3 separate regions of the Mus musculus genome follow, and all the other regions are linked to region 1. A link is a contact called in public HiChIP or PLAC-seq and Micro-C data. All regions are on one chromosome and are shown on one strand. Each heading gives the region's core, a stretch centred on a gene start, on an enhancer-like site or on the middle of the called end of the contact. The rest is flanking DNA. Distances are from core to core; before and after follow the strand shown. Region 1 holds the start of Rps17 (ribosomal protein S17). Region 2 holds the start of Sec11a (SEC11 homolog A, signal peptidase complex subunit). Region 3 holds the start of Homer2 (homer scaffolding protein 2).

Region 1 (3,762 bases), core at 482-2,981:
GATTCCAGAGACCAGTCCTCTTTTCATGGATTTTCACTAATGGGATACCAGCCCAGAGGGATGGGAGGTACATGCGGAGACCTGCTCCTATATGGGACTTGTTACATCCTGGTCAGCCACTCTGGAGTGTCTAGTACCTGGGTGATTACAATCAGAATAGGAGGCCTGCCTGTACATTTTACTTCTTGGCCCCTCAAGGCCTCCTCCACATGGAGCCCTAGGAATGCTAGAGGCACAACTCCCAAGATGTCAGGAGCCATTTGCTGGCTGCTTTCCTGTGAGCCCTGACGTGTTCCTCCTTCCTCTTGGACACACTTGTGCTGATGTAATTCCTTTCTGAGTGGTTACTATTTTGCTTTTTTGATTCAGGGTCTTTCTTTGTGGCCTTGTCCTGGAACTCCTTATGTAAGCCAGCCTGGCCTCAAGCTCAGGAATTCTGCCTACCATTCATCCCACGTGCTGGGATTAAGGTATGCACCAGGACACGCTGCAGTGCTTTGTTTCTTCACAGCCCTTACACTAGCTTTTCTAACAGGCTCCATGGCTTCATGACAGGTCTGATGATTTTTCAAGTGGAGACGGCAGCATGCTGAACTGGTCCTTTGGGAAACTCTAGTCTGAGGGAGAGGGACTCCTAGGTACTTAAATCCTTGTAAGGTGCAAAAACTCACTACTCCTCAGAATCCAAGAGTTCTCTTCCTGCAAGACTGTAAGGTCTAGTCTTGCATCTGGAGCCTGGCCTCCACTTCATTGGGAATTCACTGGTAATGTACGATGCAACCCCCAGGGATTACAGACCCTTTGGTCTCTTCAGTATTCTTCCGGGTCCATGGTCAAGGACATCTTTTTTCCTCCCGCCATGAGCTACTTTTAGAGTAAGGACTTTCAGCTCTTCACCTAACCAGAGTGACGTAGATGAGTTGAAGGATGAAGCACAGCCTTGGCCCCTTGATACATGCCCTGTGGCCAGCACGGTCTCCTTAGGTTTGAGCGCAGGACCCTGTCCCAGGAAAGAGCTGGAGGAAAGGCCCTCTCTGGACAGATGAAGCCACTGGGTCGTAGCGTAAGAGCCTGCTTTGGGCTTGGTTATGGCAGAACAACCGGAAGAAGCTGAAGGTTGGAGATAGTGTCCCTACTAATCGGGAACAGTCTAGTTAACTGAGATCCTAATTTGTTGGTAAAAGTGTTTGAGACCTCTCTGTGAGCCAGCCACTGATTTAAGCACTCGAGGTTAGCCCTTCCTGTTTAGCTCAAACCTAGCTGAGAAAAGTAATTGTGCTCAGACATTTAAGAGCAGCTCGAATGGAATACTGTGCTGGGATGAGAAGAAAAGCCACTCTAGGTGATGTTTGCTGTGACACCAGGAAATGAGAGGAACCTCACCAATTAGGCTAGACCCTACTAATCTCTGACTAGAGGCGCGGGTAGGGTGGAAATCGGGGATGACCCTGTTTACTACTATGCCTTTCATAGCTCGGGCCTCCTTTAGGCTCCATCTCAGGACCTCAAAGTAACTCCTAGATTAAAACACACCGGACGCCCAAGAGAAGCACGGAACTATTTGGAGTGGAAACCAAGACGGCCGAGCTGCCGGCGTGCGCACGCGCAGACTTTCGCCCCGCCCACAGCCAGGCAGCCTCACTCCACTCCGCTAGGGGCCGCTGTGGGACTCTCGCGAGCCAGGCGGAAGCGGCTTTCTGGCCGCGCTTTATAGGCCTCTCTTGTGTTTCCTGTTTCCTCTTTTACCGAGACCCGCCAACATGGTAGGTGTTTGGCTCCCAGGGCTCTGTCCTTTTCAATCCTCGCCCATCCTCCGCTCGTCGCGGCCTCAAGTCCGCAGCGAGGGGCCGGCGCCGTCACCGGCGGCCTGGCGCGCTTCCGCATGAAGTCGTGCGCGCCGCGGCCCCTCCGCGGGAGGCGCGGGCTCCCCGGTGACTTTGCCCTCTCCACCCTCAGGGCCGCGTTCGCACCAAGACCGTGAAGAAGGCTGCCCGGGTCATCATCGAGAAGTACTACACGCGTCTGGGTAATGACTTCCACACCAACAAGCGCGTGTGCGAGGAGATCGCCATTATCCCCAGCAAGAAGCTTCGGAACAAGATAGCCGGGTGAGTGGGGGCCGCGGCCGCCGGAGAGCCTGCCCGGGCCGGTGCCTCCGCTCCCCCCAGACGGCCCGCCGAAGGGCTGGAGGTGTGCCTTGGCCACAGTGGGGTTTTGCCGACGTGGTCTTAGTTCGGGCTCCTTACGGTAGCTGAAGGCAGAGCTCCGGCCTCAAAACCTTACTGCTGTGGTCTCTGCTTCCCGCATTTTACCACTATGGCCGTGTTGTGCAAAAAAATAGCAGTGTTGTGTCCGTACGACGGATAAGACCAGTCGGGGTACATGACATTCGGAGGAGGGCTGGTGACGGCGAGTGAGGATGTAAGGAGTGGACATCTGAACAGTGCTGTGTGTGTGTCTGTGTGTCTTTCCGATGGTGAGACCGACCTTGATGTAGAGACAAAGTCGGTTCTGGTGGGAGGTGGTCACTGTTTCGCATTGCTTGTAGCTATGTCACGCATCTGATGAAGCGGATTCAGAGAGGGCCTGTGAGAGGCATCTCTATCAAGTTGCAGGAAGAAGAGAGAGAGAGGAGAGATAACTACGTTCCTGAGGTAAGATTTGTGGGTCTTCCTCTGCACCTCTTCCTGGGGGCTCACCTGAGGTGGGAACGCAGCTGGATGTCAGTGAAGTCTTAATCTATTTCCTCAAAATGATGAGAGATCCACCCACCTCGGCCTTCTGAGTGCTGGGATTAAAGGCGTGGGCCAACACACCCAGCCGAGGGTGCCTGTAATCAGCCGACCTTGAGCTTCTCTGCGAGGTCTAAATTCATTTTCACATGGGAGCCCAGTGAGAGTGCCTCCCGACGTGGTTAGCTTGACATCCAAGTGTGAACCCTGCTTTCTGAATGCACACTAGATGGTTCTGACACAAGAATAAAGTGGGCTGTGGTGGTGCACAGCTTTAGTTTCAGCATTTGGGAGGCAGATGTCTGAGCTCGAAGCCAGCCTGGTCCACATGGTGCTTTCCAGGACAGCTAAGGTTATGTGTTGCGTTGGGAGCAGAGGAGGTGAAAGATAACCCACGCATTCATAATTTGAACTTGATTCTTTCCCTCTCAGGTCTCAGCCCTAGATCAGGAGATCATTGAGGTGGATCCCGACACCAAGGAGATGCTGAAGCTCCTGGTGAGTGTTGCCTGAATCCTTGAATACATCTGGTTTCTAAATGGCTGGAGCTGCTTGTTCTGTGATGATTCGGGGGTGTGTTTTCCTTGTTTGGGGCTGGCTCCTAAATTGTGGCCTGCCCCGCCCCCTTCAGCTCTGGCTGTTACCTGCTTTCCTCCCTGGTTATTTCTACAGTAGTCGGGCTAGTCACAGTTGAGCCATCTTACGGGTGGCTTATCTCAGCGGACTGAGACTTGGCTCTTTTGCATAAGTATGAGAAGGTGGGATAGGCGCCTGAGACCAGCATGCTGTTAGTGATTGTGAGCAGATACTCTCCCCATGTGCCCGCATGGCTCAGTGAAACAGCAGCTGACGCTTGCTGGGAGCACTGCTGGTCTTTCTCAGCACAGCCTTCTGAAACCATTTGGCTCCAGAGCATGGTGGGCTCCCGGTACTGAGTGTTCTTGGGGACAGGCCTGACCCTCCGCTCCTTGTGCTTTGTACATTAGGTTTCCTCTCAGGTGTTGACTGAGGCTGGGGAATGTTCTTGGGG
Region 2 (3,762 bases), core at 363-2,862, 400 kb after region 1:
TATGAATATGTGTCCATAGAGTCCAGAAGAGGGTGCCAGATCCCTTGGAGCTGGAGTTACAGGTTAGCTACTAAAAATGGGTGCTAGGAATTGTACTGGAGTTCTCTGGAAGAGCAGCCAGTGCCAGGGATCTGTCTGTCTCTGCCTCCCAGCACTGACATTACAAATCTATGCTACTATGCCCAGCTTTTTTTTTTTTTTTTTTTTTTTTTGGTAGCATCTCTCTATTATGAATCTCTGGCTGTCCTGGAATTCACTATTTAGACCAGGCTGGCCTCGAACTTGCAGAGATCTACCTGTCTTCCCCCCATCACCCACTTGTACGAGATGCTTTTAAAGCTTCCCAACTAAATAGCTTATTCACCTTTTTTGGACCCACAGGATTTTGAGCTGCTCTTGGGGCTCTTCAAGGCACAAAATACAGGGTCAAAGCTCATTCCCACTTAATTTGAACTTAGGTTGAATTTAACACTGACAAGCTTATGTGAAGGTTTCTACTAGCCAGAATTTAGATCGAGAACCACATCAACAGTTATTAATGAAGAAGTCATTCTGATACACATATCTGGTACTGTCACGGAAGCTGGGATACCTATGGGGCACCCCATGGGGGTTTCTATGTATTTTCTTTTATAAAACTTTCTAACTTGGAAATTCTAAACATTTCCTATCCCATCTCAGTAAATGTAAGGTTTCTACTAATAGTTGAAGATAGTCTTTCTCTCTTTCCTCTCTTTAAATTCAAGTACTGATTTTGTGCCTTATACATGCCAGCTGTGCGGCCACCACTGGGAATTTAACAGTGAACAAGACATCAGCGGTTTCCTTTCCATTCTCACACCTACTTTATTGTGCTATAATTCACATACCATACAGTCCACTAAGGCGCACAATTCAATGGTTTTAGTATATACATGGAGTTGTACATCTATCACCCACCAAAAGAAACCCCATGGCAATGATGTCACTTCTAATCCCCGCCCCTGTGAAAATTTGCGGGTCAAATAAATGGCTCACATCCAAGTGTCAGGAGACAAAGCAAATCACTGTTGGTAAAGGTCAAAACTGAGACGGGTCTTCCTGGCCACCTGCACCACCAGTGCCCTCATGACACTAAGGCATCTTGTGATCAATTGGCGTGTGTGTGTGTGTGTGTGTGTGTGTGTGTGTGTGTGTGTGTGTGTGTATACAATGCTTTAAAAGACACACACAGCTTCCGGTAGCGAACCGCAGCGTGCTCCACCTGAGAACAAACAGCAAGGCACCACGTCCCGAGCCACACCCGTGCCCCAGCAGCACGCAGGAAGACACCGACTTCGCGCTGGCGCAGACTCGGCTTCCGATTGGCCAGGCCTGTCCAAGGGCCCGCCTTCCGCACGCTGTGGGCTTAGCTAACCTAGGGTCACTGTCTTCGGGAGCCGCCGCGCGGGCTGAGCACAGAAAGCAGCCTTCAGCCGGTTCTCGGCCGGAGAAGGCTACGGTCCTTTTTTGACAAGGCCAGGCCCTGGGCTGTTCTAGGGGGCTCACAAGTCATTCTTTGTCCATTCTCTGCTCAGAAGGGAGGAGCTTCGCCTGCTCCCGCCCCGGAAGCGGAAGTGCAGGCATCAGGGGGTTCTGTCCACGGTGAGCCCGGCCCGTGTTGCAGCGGTCCCTCTTGGTGGTTCTATCGCGCCCTCTTGGCTGCTAGTTGTCGCGCTCTCCATCTCACCATGCTGTCTCTAGACTTTCTAGACGATGTGCGGCGGATGAACAAGAGGCAGGTGAGACGGGCCGCCCTCTCTCTCTCTGCCAGGGTTCCTCTGGTCTCTTTGCCGTTGCGGGGCGCCCCGCGGATCTCTGGGCGGGATTGAGGGCCTGCGTGGGTCGGTTGCCTGTATGGATCATTTCTTTCTTTGCAGACTGTAGGTAGCCAAGACCTCTTTGCCCCCATTCATAGCACCAGATTCGGGGGACCGAGAGGGAAGGAGAGAACCTTTGCGATCCCTTCCCCCCGAGGAGGCAGGGGAGTAAGTGAAAACTATAGGGCGCTTTGTAAGTGGGAGTTTGGGACACTGTAAAGCGGCAGACTTAACCGTTTCTGGTGGGGCTCTGGGGAAAGCCATTACAGGTCCCACAGGAGCCGTTGTGTTGCTTTCATTGTGTAGCCACCTTTCAGCCCAGCTAGACCTCAGTGAGCTTCATCCATTTTAACTAGGGTCACTCTAAGCTCGGAGTTGAATCTGTTATACCACTTGTGTGCCAGTTTCCTTGGCAGAAAGGTGACAGTCCACTGAATCTTTGATGATAGATGTCAGTGGAACAGAAATCTTGAAACTTAAATCAGATTTTATCCTTCAGTCTTGCTGTCTTCTAGCTCATGTGTTAGAAGGTACTGAGAACACGGTCACCTTTTTGTCTCCTGAACCGAATGTTCTGGTAGCAATTGACCTTTTCCCTGCCTCCCTACCCCCCTCGTATTTTGGTATTAAGAATTGTCTCATTTAAAGATTTGGTTTATTTTGGAACAGGACTTTGTTTTGCCCTGTTTATAATTATTACATAGAAAAGTAGGTCCGTCTCTTCTTAGACATACATACAAAATTGTGAGACATTCCAGTCAGAACAGCTTTAAGGAGTAGCTGTCACTTAACTGTCTTCTGTATGGACTCCTATTTCGGTGATGGGGATCAATACCAGGGCCTTGCATTCATCACAGGCTACCAGAACCGCGCTTCTAGTTTTGAAAGACCTTATTTTTATTACTTTATTTCGAGACAGAGTCTTGCTATGTAGTCCTCCTGCCTCAGCCTCATGAGAGGTAGATTTATAGATATATGTCACAACATGGCATCACTGGCTGGTATGACTCTGCCCTGTTGCCTGGAACTCACCGTGTAGCCCAAGCTGGCTTTGAGCTGGACTCCTGCCTTCGCATCTTGAGTCAGGGTAAATAACCGTATTTTCTTTTTTAAGTTTGTTTGATTGTTTTTCAAATGTGCTGAAAATCATTCCTAGCACTAGGCAAGTGATCTGTCACTGAGCACATGTATCCTCCATCTGGAAAGACCTTTTCTTCCTTCCTTCCTTTCTTTCTCCTCCTCCTCCTCCTCCTTCTCCTCCTTTTTTTTTTTTTTTTTTTAGATAAGGCCTCACATGTAGATGAGGCTGGTTTGGAAATCAGAGATCCACCTGCCTCTGCCTCAGCCTCTCTCTGCCTCTGCCTCCCAAATACTGGGATTGAAGGCATATTGGTGACACCATCCTCTCTTATTCCATTCCCAGAAATTTTGTGTATGTGTATTGCTGGTGATCATACTCAGGGCCTTTCATGTTCTTTGTTTGTTTTGAGACAGGGTTTCTCGTCCTGTTCTTGAACTTATTCTGTAGACCAGGCCAGCCTGGCACTCTGCCTGTCTCTGCCTCCCGAGTGCTAGAATTTAAAAGCATATGCAGCCAACTACCTCCCCAACCCCAACCTGGTCTTTCAGTTTCTAAGCATGTGCTCTTCCAGTAAATTATACCTGTAACCCTTGTTTTTAAAATTCTTTACTTTTAAGAAGTGTGCATGTTCACCATGTGTGTGTCTGCTGCGGGTGAGGCCAGAAGGCGGCACTGGGCCCTGTGGAGCTGGCCTCACAGTTGTGAGCCGCCATGTGGACACTGAAAACCAAAGCTAGATCTTTTGCAAGAGGAGCAAGTGCTCTCAACTGCCAAGCTGTGTCTCCTGCCCTTTACTTATTTTTTGTTATTATTGAGTGTGTGTGAATATGGGTATGCAGAGCT
Region 3 (3,762 bases), core at 802-3,301, 360 kb before region 1:
GTGAATGCCCATCTCTTGGGAAGAGTCCAAGATGATGAGAGAGTGCAGTGAAGATGACTCGAGAAAATGAGACGGAGTAGGGAGCCATCAGAGAGAACTGCCCGGGAAGCCTTGGGTTGAAGGAGAGGAGAAGAGTAGCAGAGTCCACTTTCTCCACACCCCTCTTCCTAGAGTAGCTTGGAGAAGGTGAAGAAAGCACATCCCTTCCCAGACCTTGAGTTTGATCCACCCTTCCTCTCTCTCTTCCCTCAGAGCCTTCTACACAGAGGACAGCCAATTTAACCACAGAGCACTGGCTGCGATTCACCACCCCACCTGCTTGGCCTCATTGCATCCTGCCAAGGTGATGTGGGTGCACCCTGTCTATCTGAGGAGCAAAGAGATGGACCTCCCAGCCAGGGCTTGAACACCACTGGGCTCCTTTGCTCAGAGTCTTGTTTTCCATACCCCTAACACACATTTGCTGGCTCCTGCTTTTGATCCTCCTACTTCTGGCTTCTTTCTGGGACTTTACCAGTGACCCCTTCCCTTCAGCACCTTGGCACAGCCCTGGTCTTTGGAATTCAGCTTGTGTTAGAAGAACTTCCTCTGGGGCTGACTGTTCATTAGTCTTGGCTCTAAACAGAGTCACCTGTGTGCACAGATCCTGACCAATTTTGTATAGATAGGGCTTGGTCTGTTTACTTATTCATTCAACAAATATTGGTGGAAGACTTTGAATTCCCATTGTAGGTAGTAGAGGTTACAATTATGGGCAAAAAGCCACATCTTTCTAAGAGTTTGCAGGTGTGTCTGGAATATTAAACCAATAATTTTACACGAGATACTACTAACAGTAAGTGCAAGGAAGAAAAATGGACCGGAACAATGCCATCCACGGCCTTCGGTTAAGCCCCTAAGGGACGCGACAGTGTAACAGTGATCTGAAGCACATGTAGGAATGAAGGGGAAAAAAATCTTCCCAGACAGAAAGAAGAGCACGTGGGTAGGCTGAGAGAATGGCCAGCTGGCTGGAGTGCGGCGAGCAAGGGCAAAGTGAGAGGGCTGGAGGTGGTAGTGGACTGGCCAGGCTCATCCCAAGGACAGTGGGAGGGGAGCCTCAGATCAACTTGTATTTCAGAAATTACTGACCACCGTTTAGAAATGGGGTGGGTGCTCTTGTGAGGTGAAGGAGCTAGGTAGCTAGTCACAGTGGCCTGAAGGGAAATGAGGGCAGGGGCACGGTGGTGGCCCTATTCCAGTTGCTTGTCCTTGCCTTCTCCTCCCAGTCCCTGTCTGTCCAGAGATGCCAGGCTTGTGTGGGCAATGTGTGCTCAGCCGAAGACAATCCCGTGGAAGGCCCAGTGTGGGGTGATGGTTAGGTTGGCTCCAGTGCTGGCCTTTGGTAGGGAATCATAGCCAAGCTTAAGGAAGCCTCTCAAATTTTGCCAACTCGCTATGCTGAGGGTGTGCGTTTCTGTCTTTACCCAGGGAAGAGTTCAGGGAACCTGCTTTGGGCTACAGAATCCTCCTTGCCATCTTACCCTCCAGGATTTTAAGGCCACTCAGCCAGACAGGTGGGCAGGAAGACGAAGGTGGGCATTAAATGGGGTGGGGAGCAAATCGTGGTCCTGCCCATCTCAGACTCTGGAGACGTGAGATCTAATCTGAGACTGTGACCTTGGTCACATCATTTCTCCTCCCTGGGGGGCTTCGGTTCCCTCATCTGCAAACTAAAGGTGGCCAAAAAGTCCCTGCCAGCTGCGACTTCAAGTCCAGCAGGTGGGACATCCCGTCCGAGGCGCGGCGCCAAGCTTGGCAGGGCGCGCGGGTGCGGGGTCGACACAGGAGAGGAGGGGGCTGCTGGAAGAAGCGGCGACTGCGCGGCAGCGCGGGGGACGCTGCACACGCTGCCGCGCCCCCAGCTCCAGGCGGGCGGCGGCGGCCCGGGGGCCACGAGGTTACGTAAGGAGCGGGCGGGAGGGACCGGCGGCTCCGCCCGAGCGCGGCCGCCCAGCCCCCGGCCGCCCAGCCCCCGCCCTCCCGCCCGCCCGCGCCTGGCGGCGGCCCCGACACCGGCAGAGCAGCCGCGCAGCCGGCGGAATGGAACGGCGCCGGGGCTGAGCCGGGCGCACTCGGGCCGCCGCATGTGCCGCGCGGGGAGCAGCTGCCGAGCGGGCGGAGAGCGAACGCCAGGGGCCCCGTCGGAGCGGCCGCACGAGCAGCGCCGGAGATGGGGTGAGTGAGCTCGCGGAGCGCCCGCGAGGGGCTACGGGCCGCCGGTCGCGTGCTGCGGCGGGAGCTCGGGGCGCCCCCGGCCTGGGCGCGGACTTTGCGCCTGGAGCCCACGGCCCTTCCCGTCTCAGCCAGCCGGGCGCGGAGACACCTGGCGGGGACCCGCACCCGGGCTGGTCTCGGCGCCTCGGCCATTCCGCGGTCTCCTTGCCCCTAGCGCGAGCAACTCCAGGGCCTGGGTTTGTGAGTGTGAAAAGCAGTTTGCCTTTCTTCACGGCTGCATTTACAGCCAGCGACATAGAAATCGAAGTTTTCCTGGAAAGGAAACACACCCAATAATAACCCTTCAGCGTAGGAATAGTGGACTTGTAGGCAGCGTTGAGATGCGACAATCTGTTAGGCACCTAGGTGAGGCTCCAGATGCTTGGGAGGGAAGTTGGAGCACTCAGTTGAAGTGACTAATGCTCCTGAGTATATAAAGTAATTTTAAAAGCAGGATTGATTTCTCTTCGGCGTCTCTCCGAGCAGTAGGCGCTGTGAGTCAGGAGCCACTGTGCTAATAACACAGTAACTCTTTACATCTGCTCGCCGATGTGAGCGCACACTCATGGTGTTTCAGTCTCTATGCGAGATATGGTTTGTGTGCTTGCTCTCCACAAGAGGAAACTGAGGCCGGTTTAGTTGGGAGACTTCTCCCAGCTTGAACAGCTGATACATTTGTAAAAGGGGAATACTTAGTGTGTGGTTGCTCACCGGCAGAAGCTAGGCCACTGCCTGACTGGCCATGAGGATGGTTAAGGACATCAGAGGTCTGTCTTCTGCTGCTGAGCCCAGTGTTCTTCAAACAGCCTTTCATGGGGCCCAGAGGCCTCTGCTGTGTAGGTGGTCTAGAGAACTAGCTTCCCTTTGGGGATGGGTGCCATGGGAAGAGTCATGATCGCCCTGGTGGCCCCACCAGCCCCTATGGGGCAGTGGCTTTACTGTGCTTAGCTCCAGACAAGCCTCAGGAGTGGCTTTCTCCGTGGAGCTGGTAGAGTTTTGGAGGGAGCAGAGGCAAGCAAGGTAGAGCTCCGGGTAGGAGAGCAGATGGCTGTGGACGCCAAGATGGAACAAGGGGGACAGAGGGCCCATCGGAAGTTTGCTTAGGAATATTGATGCCTATCCAAGAGACTTATGTTGGACGACTGGGAGGCCAGAGATAGACAGTCATCCTACCCAGAAGGCAGATTTTTGTAACATTTTCAGCCATCTCTCAGCAGATATGAAAGAACTCATCTTTGAGCAGAAGGAATCTTTGAGACGCTCAGGTTTCATAGTTAAAAAACAAAAGCTTTGGGAAGGAGTTGGCACACGTGGAAGGTAAAAGGACCTGGTGATTTTAACTCTTCCTCTGCCCCTCCCCCTCGGGTGACACAAAACCAGTGAGCCTACTTGCAAATCAGAAACAAATACTGAAACTCTGGGGTTAAAATAGGTCTGTGGGAATGAAAACATTTACTCATAAAAGCTCAAAGAAAATTCCAGAAAATAATTTTTGTTTGTGTAAAA

Evidence for each region. Hi-C and Micro-C count contacts between places; a contact is called where the count stands out from the background. HiChIP or PLAC-seq counts read pairs in DNA pulled down with a chosen protein or histone mark.
Region 2: a contact with region 1 is called in an H3K4me3 HiChIP or PLAC-seq map of embryonic stem cells, with 13 read pairs. The contact joins the promoter of Sec11a here to the promoter of Rps17 in region 1. A contact is called at or near these places in 13 of 39 promoter capture datasets (the 3T3-L1 cell line, 3T3-L1-derived adipocytes, the C10 cell line and 8 more), 2 of 484 Hi-C or Micro-C datasets (embryonic stem cells and muscle stem cells), 15 of 115 datasets of contacts at active chromatin or transcription factors (the SCID.adh cell line, astrocytes, bone marrow-derived macrophages and 9 more) and 2 of 9 other capture datasets (adipose tissue and embryonic stem cells).
Region 3: a Micro-C map of embryonic stem cells shows a contact between it and region 1, with 2.4 times the contacts expected there. The contact joins the promoter of Homer2 here to the promoter of Rps17 in region 1. A contact is called at or near these places in 7 of 39 promoter capture datasets (the 3T3-L1 cell line, embryonic stem cells, hippocampal neurons and 3 more), 1 of 484 Hi-C or Micro-C datasets (embryonic stem cells) and 2 of 115 datasets of contacts at active chromatin or transcription factors (both in embryonic stem cells).

What each region holds. Positions count from the first base shown.
Region 1 is chr7:81,343,203-81,346,964 of GRCm38.p6, reverse strand. Rps17 (ribosomal protein S17) reads left to right here and starts at 1,731. Exons shown (of 5, transcript NM_009092.3): 1 at 1,731-1,763; 2 at 1,957-2,108; 3 at 2,549-2,654; 4 at 3,165-3,230. The coding sequence starts at 1,761.
Region 2 is chr7:80,945,400-80,949,161 of GRCm38.p6, reverse strand. Sec11a (SEC11 homolog A, signal peptidase complex subunit) reads left to right here and starts at 1,612. Exons shown (of 6, transcript NM_019951.1): 1 at 1,612-1,760. The coding sequence starts at 1,710.
Region 3 is chr7:81,705,214-81,708,975 of GRCm38.p6, reverse strand. Homer2 (homer scaffolding protein 2) reads left to right here and starts at 2,051. Exons shown (of 9, transcript NM_001164086.1): 1 at 2,051-2,217. The coding sequence starts at 2,213. It overlaps Gm32579 (a long non-coding RNA gene), which reads left to right. Exons shown (of 2, transcript XR_391652.2): 2 at 253-824.